2 separate regions of the Triticum aestivum genome follow, and region 2 is linked to region 1. Evidence: chromatin contacts called from public Hi-C data. All regions are on one chromosome and are shown on one strand. The core of a region is the stretch at or near the end of the contact, and the rest is flanking DNA. Distances in the headings are between cores, read along the strand shown.

Evidence for each region. Hi-C and Micro-C count contacts between places; a contact is called where the count stands out from the background.
Region 2: a contact with region 1 is called in a Hi-C map of leaf, with 4 times the contacts expected there. The contact joins the promoter of LOC123163771 here to the promoter of LOC123164061 in region 1. A contact is called at or near these places in 2 of 5 Hi-C or Micro-C datasets (both in leaf).

The regions. Positions count from the first base shown.
Region 1 is chr7D:380,364,129-380,368,358 of IWGSC CS RefSeq v2.1, reverse strand. LOC123164061 (HEAT repeat-containing protein 6) reads right to left here and starts at 2,426. Exons shown (of 28, transcript XM_044581474.1): 1 at 2,112-2,426; 2 at 1,942-2,034; 3 at 1,339-1,511; 4 at 1-153. The coding sequence starts at 2,300.
Region 2 is chr7D:380,542,501-380,547,149 of IWGSC CS RefSeq v2.1, reverse strand. LOC123163771 (transmembrane protein 120 homolog) reads right to left here and starts at 2,075. Exons shown (of 10, transcript XM_044581154.1): 1 at 1,632-2,075; 2 at 1,114-1,192; 3 at 905-996; 4 at 466-570; 5 at 287-366. The coding sequence starts at 1,835.

The DNA of each region.
Region 1 (4,230 bases), core at 1,177-3,676:
GATACAGAAATGTGGGAAGAAATGCCAGAACCATTGGATTTATCTGTCATGTTCAGTTCAGCTTGCAGGCATGATATGATCAAGATAAGAACTCTGAGTACATGTGAATTCTCAGTTAATGAACCACATCTTCCAAGATCCTTGCTCAAAAACCTGGAAGGGGAGGCAACAATTAAGAGCGGTGTAAAGACCATGACTGATGACTTTCAAATACCTGTGAATGATGCTAGTGTACATGCGTTGCAACAACTGATTATGTAGGCATCTACAGAAGTTCATCACTAAAGTACGTAAGTATGTCCCAAAGGGCTCCACCTCATCCAAAGGCAACACTAGAGGCACATCTCCAACAATTTGTCCCATTCATCAACCATCATTCACATTAATTTCGTCACACCTTTCCCCCATACTCACGATTCTCCCTCCATTGCTCCCTCGACATGGCTAGATCCGGGGGAGGATGAGATGCCTTGGGCAACAGTGTTTGAGGGGAAGGCTTAGGAGGGGAAAAGTCAGTACCTTTCTCGGTTTCAGAAGGGGGGTGGGGGGTTCCCTCCCTGATGTATGCACTATCGGAAATGCCATCATACAGTACAGCTAGAGACAGTCTTTAAGAACTTAGGGTTTTTTTATTTGAGGAAATTATATACGCACAGTTCGCAATTTGCCTGCCTACAATTTAATTTAGTGTTATTTACCACATATACTGTCAATATTGTCCCAGTATACACTCATTTCTTGAATACATTTTTAACAGTGCAAATGATAAATTTATGAAAGATAACAACAGTATCAGCACTAATCTTATACCAGTTCTCGACAAAGCAAGTGACGATTCTGAGGTAATGATTGGTTTTAATTGCTGTTTTCTGGAAATTATATAGGTTGCAAATTGCTGAAAGTAAGTGCAGGTGATAGTTCACACCAAATCAAATGTGCTGATGGGAAATGGTCAATAATAGATTTACTGGTGAGGACATGAAACCTTGGTAAAGTACCAGTGGTGCATCGCGATTCCCAAAATTAGGCATGAAAGATTGCCTTTGTGGAAGTGCAGCATCACATGTAACAAAGGAAGAACTCCCTTTGAAATGATTAGAATGACACATATCTAAATCATAATTATTAAGAATAATATGGGGCCAAACTGTAGTAGATTTTCCCTTGAGGCAAGTAAGTACGGACCATGTGCTTTTATTTCAGTGACAGTTTAGTCTTGTCAAACCATGAAACATTATCCCACAATGTTAATCAACTAGGCTGTTAATACTTGGTACAGAGGGGGGGGAGTACAGGAAGGTGATTGCTAAGTATTCTATCAAATAATCCTAATCTAACCTGAGAATTTGCAAACAATCAGATAGTGTATTCAGTGCAGATGTCCTATCACAGTGGCCCTTAAGGCATGCACCCTCAACTGAACACTTCACAAGCTCATGAAGAAACGTTAACACTGCAAGCCAGCCAGAAGAGTCAATCTCCGTATTTGTCTTGCACATGACCTCACGAATCTGCACAGGTGCATTTTCAGTAAATTAATACATAGAGAAAACAAATCATTACAATCAAAGTTGTACAACACAAGAGCCTCAACTTCTTTGTCAAATTGACTACACTTATTAGTAAATACTACCAGAATTCTAGGGTGTACACAATTTGTGTCCTGCAAAATGTATAACTATAGCTCCAACAGCCCGCGACAGCTAAAAAGCACTGCACGCTAAAGCAAAATTCCAGTTCATAATAATCAGCATTTGAAAATCCATGTCGACAATTTGTCGGAACTTCACGTACTCCAACACGACCCCAGCAGAACGCAGGTCACTGATCAGAATGGTCGTCTATCTGGCTAACATTACAGCCCCGAATCTAAAGCAACCATTGGTCGAATTCCACCGCACACTGCGAGATCTCAATCGCATGGAAGCACAGAAGCATTACCAGGTGGCAGACGCCACGCAGCGCGTCGGCGGCGCCAGCACAGGGGGCCGCCGCCGCTGCCTTCTCCGCGAGGAAAGCCACATCCGAGCCCACCTGCAAACGAGCACACGGACAGTGAGACCAAGAACCAAACCGAACTGGACGTAAGCAAGCGGGGCCAAGGGTAGGACCTCGTGAGGGGAGAGCGCGGCGGCGGAGGCCGCGAGGGAGGGCGAGGAGGGGGGCAGAAGGAGGCGGCGGAGGAGCGCGAGGAGGGCCGGAGGGGAGGGCGAGGCGACTGACTCATCGCGGAGGGTGAGAAGCGCGGTACGCCACGGCCGTGCCCCGCCTCCCCCGGAGGTGGAGGTGGAGGTGGCCATGGGCCGCCGGCGGCGACTACCGGTGGTTGCTGGCTACGGCGGTCGGCGGGGATGGAACTCGGGAGCGTGAGACGGAGAAGTTTGGGCTTCCCCGAGGGGGGTTTTGGACCTTTGCTTAGACGTCGGGAATGCTTCAACCCAGTAAAAAAAAGTCGTTGTATAGGGCCCAAATGCCCGAGTGTGAAGTTTGTGTGCTTGGGCACCATGGTGCCCTTTTAAAAAAAAAGCATAAACCATATTTAAAAGTTTCAAAAATATCGAAAATAATTGTCTGTAAACTTGTATGTATTTACTACGGATCCATGGAATTATTTTTTGAAAATAATAATAATTTGTAAGCTGTACAAAAAAACAAAATTCCGGCCCAAAGACAAAAATTCCAGCCCATTTCAAAATACATATTTGTCTTTTTTTGTAGACCACATGGGAAAGCAAAATGTTATGAATTTTTGCACATATGTCGTATGTGTGTGTGCGTGTTTACAAAAAGTTTCAAAAAAATTGAGCTGTAAAAAATGTTTTTTTTATGGGCACCATGGTGCCTGTGCACATCTGACAATATTCGCCAAATGCCCCTCCTTTTTTCTTTAAATGCTCCTCCTTCTTCATTCATAACTGGATTTGATGTGATGCCCAATGCCTGAGAGCTCCCCTATTTCTCGACTTTAGGGAGGGGACGAACCCTTGCTGAAGGGGTGACTGAGATGGACCTCCTTTTTTTCTGTTTTTACATTTTTCTGTTTTCTTTTTTGATTCTTTTTGTATTTTGTTTATACTTTAAAATATATATATATTACAAAAAAAACATTTGAAAAATGTTGAACAATTATTCAGAAAATGTTGAACAAGTATTTGAAAAATATTAATCACGCATTAGGAAAAAATGTTGGATGTGTATAGAAAAATTGCTGATCATGTACTAAAAAATGATGAATTTTTTTGTCATGTACATAAAACTGTTAATCAAGCATTTGATAAGAAAATATTGAACAAGTACTTGAAAATGTTAATCAAGAATTTGAGAAATGTTAAATGTGTATAGAAAAATGTTAACCATGTATTAAAAAATTAATAATGCATTTAAAAATCTTAATTAAGAATTTAAAAAATATTAAATTTGCATAGAAAAATGTTTAACATGTGTTATAAAAATGTTAATCCTGTATTTCAAAAATGTTGAGGATGTGTATAGAAAAATTGCTAATCTTGTATTTGAAAAATGGCAAACAATCATTTAAAAATGTTAATAAAGCATTTGAAAATTGTTGAAAATGTGTATAGAAAAATGTTGACCATGTATTCAGAAAATGTTAAACTCGTATTTGAAAAATGTTAAATATGTTTTTTTAACACGGTATAGATGCAAGCGCTCATGCATATGTGCATACACTCACCCCTACGAACACAAACACGCACACCGTACCCCTATGAGCACCTTGGAGAGACTGAGCCGGCATATCATCTTGAGATTTACGAAGTGACCGTAGGCGCGTCGTCGTCGACGGGAACGTCTCCTCCCACTGAAAGCGCGTCGGCGGAAATCCTGAATAAATCTAGGAATAATGCGAGCACCAGGACTTGAATTCTGGTGAGCTGGGGATACCACTGTCCCTCTAACCATTTAACCACAGGTTGGTTCGCTGTTAACCATGTATTTGCAAAATGTTCTTGACATATACTAAAAATGTAGAATGAAAACTAAAAGAAAGAAAAGAAAAAAAATTAAAAATGCTAATCTTGTATTTGAAAAATGTTGAAAATGTGCATAGAAAAAATGTTGACCATGTATTTAAAAAATATTAAACTCGTATTTCAGAAATGTTAAATGTGTATTTGAAAAATCTTCTTGACGTATACGAAAAATGTAGAATGAAAACTAAAAGAAAGAAAAGAAAAACAAAAAAATGAAAACCGAAAAAGAAACAAAGGA
Region 2 (4,649 bases), core at 826-3,325, 180 kb before region 1:
AATGCACCAAAAAGAACTAACTTCACTGGTGATTATATGCATAATGAGTTAATGACTTTGAAAAGAACAGACAAAATTATAACAAGTGAAGGCCAGCAAACAACATGTCAGAGGTGGATAAACAGGTATTGAAGAACAGAATTGTTGTTATCTTTTAGTCAGGTAAGGCAAAGCATCATAATATCCCCTTCAAATGAGAGATGGAAATACTGGCCGATACTAAAATGCAATGAATCACCATTAAGAAAAAACAATGGATCCACAGTAGTTAGTGATTGTTCCTTACCAAGGACGGATATCACTTCCATTAACTCGCAATATGTTCTCTCGCAAAGCTAAAGTTGTATAGAGCAATAACAGCCAGGCCTGTTAAACATAATATAAATTGACCTGTCAGTTTATCTTTCAGAACATAGCATCAGTTCATATTGTTACCAGATTACCTGAACGAGCATCAGAGCATACCTGATATAGCTGAACTGGCAATGCTGGAAAACATCCATTCCATAGCCATGACCGAAGAAACAACAGAATCATCGGAAAACCAAGAAACACTATGGCAGTCCTATCCTGAAAAAAGAGAGGAATAAAGATTAATAAGTGTAAAGTGTTTCCAGCTAATGATTATTATCTATATCAGTACACGGTTCTCCACAAACCTAACATCTATATCTGCAAAACAACTCAGACATTGCTCAGCAGGTACATCTTTCACTTTGTAGAAGATTTAAATGATAGTATTCCCCCTAAAAGAGTACTCGGATCAAATGGAAAACTAAATTTCAAAGCTGTTTATCTATTGGTGGCTCAAACACACTTGCAGCCATCTTCATGCTAAGCTCTCATTTCAAAGTATGAATAGCGGCTTAGATTTTCACCAATGATAACACAATTTGACACATACCCTGTAGCTATTGTATTCCTCTTTCACCTTGAGCTGTACCTCCTTCCTTGCGCGGAGATTCACTGGTCCCAATAACAGCTTCAAAAAAGTGCCTGTAAACCCCCAAGACCGAAAAATATTAGAAGAACAGAACCTCAGAAAAGAGAGAGGTATATATGAATATGACAAAAATGAATAACAAGCTCAAGCTGAAGAAGAGCAGCAATCACCATGCGCCTTGCTAGGGAGAATCGCCGCAATGTCACCATCACTTATGAGGCATGACGCTCGATCCAAGTCCTCGTGGACCTGCCACAAGCACACAAAGAGGCCAGAGTCACATCAGCAGAAGAAAAGCATGCTGCATGCACATTGTGACGATCAATGAACCAGCAGCGTCAAACGCATATAATGGCGCGGTGATTCAGAGACAGGGTCCAGGGTCCCTGTCCACGGGTACGTCTTGGCAGTGCGGGAAGTTGAGATTTCCACAGCGCACCAAACTGCAGTTCCACGCACGCACGTAGATCTTCCTCAGCGAGTGATCCGGCGCGGGGAAGCAGCGCAGCGCAGCGGCGCGGAGCCGAGCTAGCCGCGCTGGGAGTCCTAGGCGCAGCAAACACCCGCGCGGCGATCTCCTCGGCGACCCGCCGACACGCCCACGCGCACGCAACGCACGCACGCACGCGCACTTGGAGAAGGAGGAGGGGGAGCCGCGCGGCAGCCTGGGAGCAGCAAGGTTGGTTACCTTTTCGGTTTGTGCGTTGGCGGCGGCCTTGCGCAGGCGGGCGAGGTCCTCCCTGAGCGCGGCGGCGCGGCGGCGCAGCGCCTCCTCCTCCGCCCACGTCCGCGAGAGCAGCGCGGCGGCGGCGTCCTGCAGCTCCCGCGCCTGCTCCGCCGCGCGCGCTGCCGCCTCCGCCGCCTGCTCCCCTGCCTTCCTCTCCTCTCCCATCTCCTTCCTCCGGCGCCCTTTCCTTCTCTCTCTCTGTAGCTGCTAGCCCCCCTCCCTCCCTTGTCGCTCTCTCTCTAGTCTCTACTACGCGGTAGGCTGACGGGTGGAGCCCACGGCGAGGGGAGGAAGAGGGAGAGAGGAGGAAATGGGCAGGCAGAGAGAGGTGTGGGTTGGTTTGATTTGTGATCCGGTTAGATTAATGCGGGGGGGACGAGATGCGATTTGCCCATTTCAGGTCTTCTTAAATAGGCCCCTTTGCCTTTCTTTCCTTTCCTTTTCAGTTTATATAGGGGCAGTGGAGATGAGTAGATTTGGAGGGTGTTGCGATTAGATTTCTACTTTTTTTCCTTTTTCTATCGTCGACAAAAGTTGTCCCTGAGATGCAAGAGTCGATCTCAATCACTTTCTAAGCACACGTGGATGGATACCTAAACTATCTAGTAGTATCTCTACGGTAAGATCACGGTAACATTTATTCTCAAGAAAAGAATATCACTCCCCTGACTGTCAAATTTAGGGGGCGAAGGGACATGCAAATTTCAAATGGATAAGAGTTAAGACCTGTTTTTATTTTTATTTTGCTTTTTAGGGGTTTGGTATGTTTTCTGTTATTCTTTCGAAGGAGATAATGTTTCTCGTGGGATGGTGTGGAGTGTGGACGTGCGGTTTGATCGCATGAAATACACTCGTGTCCTTGCTCTGTCGATGCAGTGCGATGATGCTTGTGTCTTTACGTGGCGGTTTATCTTTTATGGTTTGTCGTGTTTGTGTCATTAGCCGTGCACGACATTGTATATCGACGTGGAAAGAAGCCCGTGCCACGATATTTCATCCTTACTGGTGTCCTCACATCATATGAGTGTGAGCAGTTATGCACATCACTAAATTGAACACAAATAGATCTAGAGATAAAAATGGAAATTGTGACGAAATGGTCTTTTGCTTTGCTTTACTTGGGTTGTCATGCACTATCTTCGTCCCTCATCACACGTCAATTTAGATATGATTTTATTTTGTCCGTGATCTCTCCTTGATATTTCTTCTATGTAGGATGGTCACATTTGTATCAACCCAGAATAAAAATAGATAAATATTCTTAAAAACTATGCAAGCAAGGAAAATGTAAAAATAGATACTACCAAATGCCCTACAACAAACGGTCTCGGCGGTTGCTAGGAAAGAAAAGGCTCTATGGTTTACCAAAGGACATGTAAGGTTCATATTTAGGAGACCAACGTACATGCAAATTTCAAATGACTAAGAGTTAGCACCTAATTTTATTTTGTTTTATTTTTGAGGAGTTTGGTATGTTTTCGGATATTCTTTTGAAGGAGCTAGTGTTTATCGTGGGATGGCGTGGAGTGTGGATGTGCGGTTTGATTGCATGAAATACACGCGTGCCCTGGCTCTGTCGATGCGGTGCGATGATGCTTGTGTCTTTACGTGCCGGATTACCTTTTATGGTTTGTCATGTTTGTGTCATTAGCCATGCACGTCATCGGATATCGACGTGGAAAGAATCTCGTGCCACGATATTTCATCCTTATCGGTATCCTCACGCCATACGTGTGTCAGCAGTCGTGCACATCACTAAAGTGAACACAGACAGATCTAGAGATGAAAATTAAAATCGTGAGGCAATGGTTCTTTCTTTGCTTATTTGGGTTGTCATGCACTATCTTCGTCTCCCATCGAACACCAATTCGACATTTTCATTTTGTCCTTGATCTGCTTGATATTTCTGCTCTACGGAATGGTCACATTTGTACCAACCCAAAATAAATAGATAAATATTTTTACTAACTATGCAAGCAAGAAAAATGTAAAATAGATACTTCCAAACGCACCACCACTCAAAATGGCAGTTTTACCCGTGGGGACGGGTATCCGTGGGGATTTACCCGCTAAGAAGAGGTGATGGGGGTCAAAATCCCCCCATGAGTATAACAGGTCTGAAGGAAATATGCCCTAGAGGCAATAATAAAGTTGTTATTTTATGTTTCCTTATTCATGATAAAGGTTTATTATTCATGCTAGAATTGTATTGATCGAAAACCTAAATACATGTGTGGATACATAAACAAATACCGTGTCCCTAGTGAGCCTCTACTGGACTAGCTTGTTGATCAAAGATGGTTAAGGTTTCCTAACCATAGATGTGTGTTGTCATTTGATAACGGGATCACATCATTAGGAGAATGATGTGATGGACAAGACCCATCCGTTAGCTTACCGTAATGATTGTTCAGTTTATTGCTACTGCTTTCTTCATGTCAAATACTTATTCCTTCGACTATGAGATTATGCAACTCCCGGATACCGGAGGAATACCTTACGTGCTATCAAACATCACAACATAACTGGGTGATCATAAAGATGCTCTACAGGTATCTCCGAAGGTGTTTGTTGAGTTGGCATAGATCGAGATTAGGATTTGTCACTCCGAGTATTGGAGAGGTATCTCTGGGCCCTCTCGATAATACACATCATAAGCTTGCAAGCAAATGACTAAGGAGTTAGTCACTAGGTAATGTATTATGGAACGAGTAAAGAGACTTGCCGGTAACAAGATTGAACTAGGTATGAAGATACCAACGATCGAATCTCGGGCAAGTAACATACCGATGGACGAAGGGAATTACGTATGTTGTCATAACAGTTCGACCGATAAAGATCTTCGTAGAATATGTAGGAGCCGATATGGGCATCCAGGTTCCGCTATTGGTTATTGCCCGGAGAGGTGTCTCGGTCATGTCTATATAGTTCTCGAACCCGTAGGGCCCGCACGCTTAACGTTCGTTGACGATATAGTAT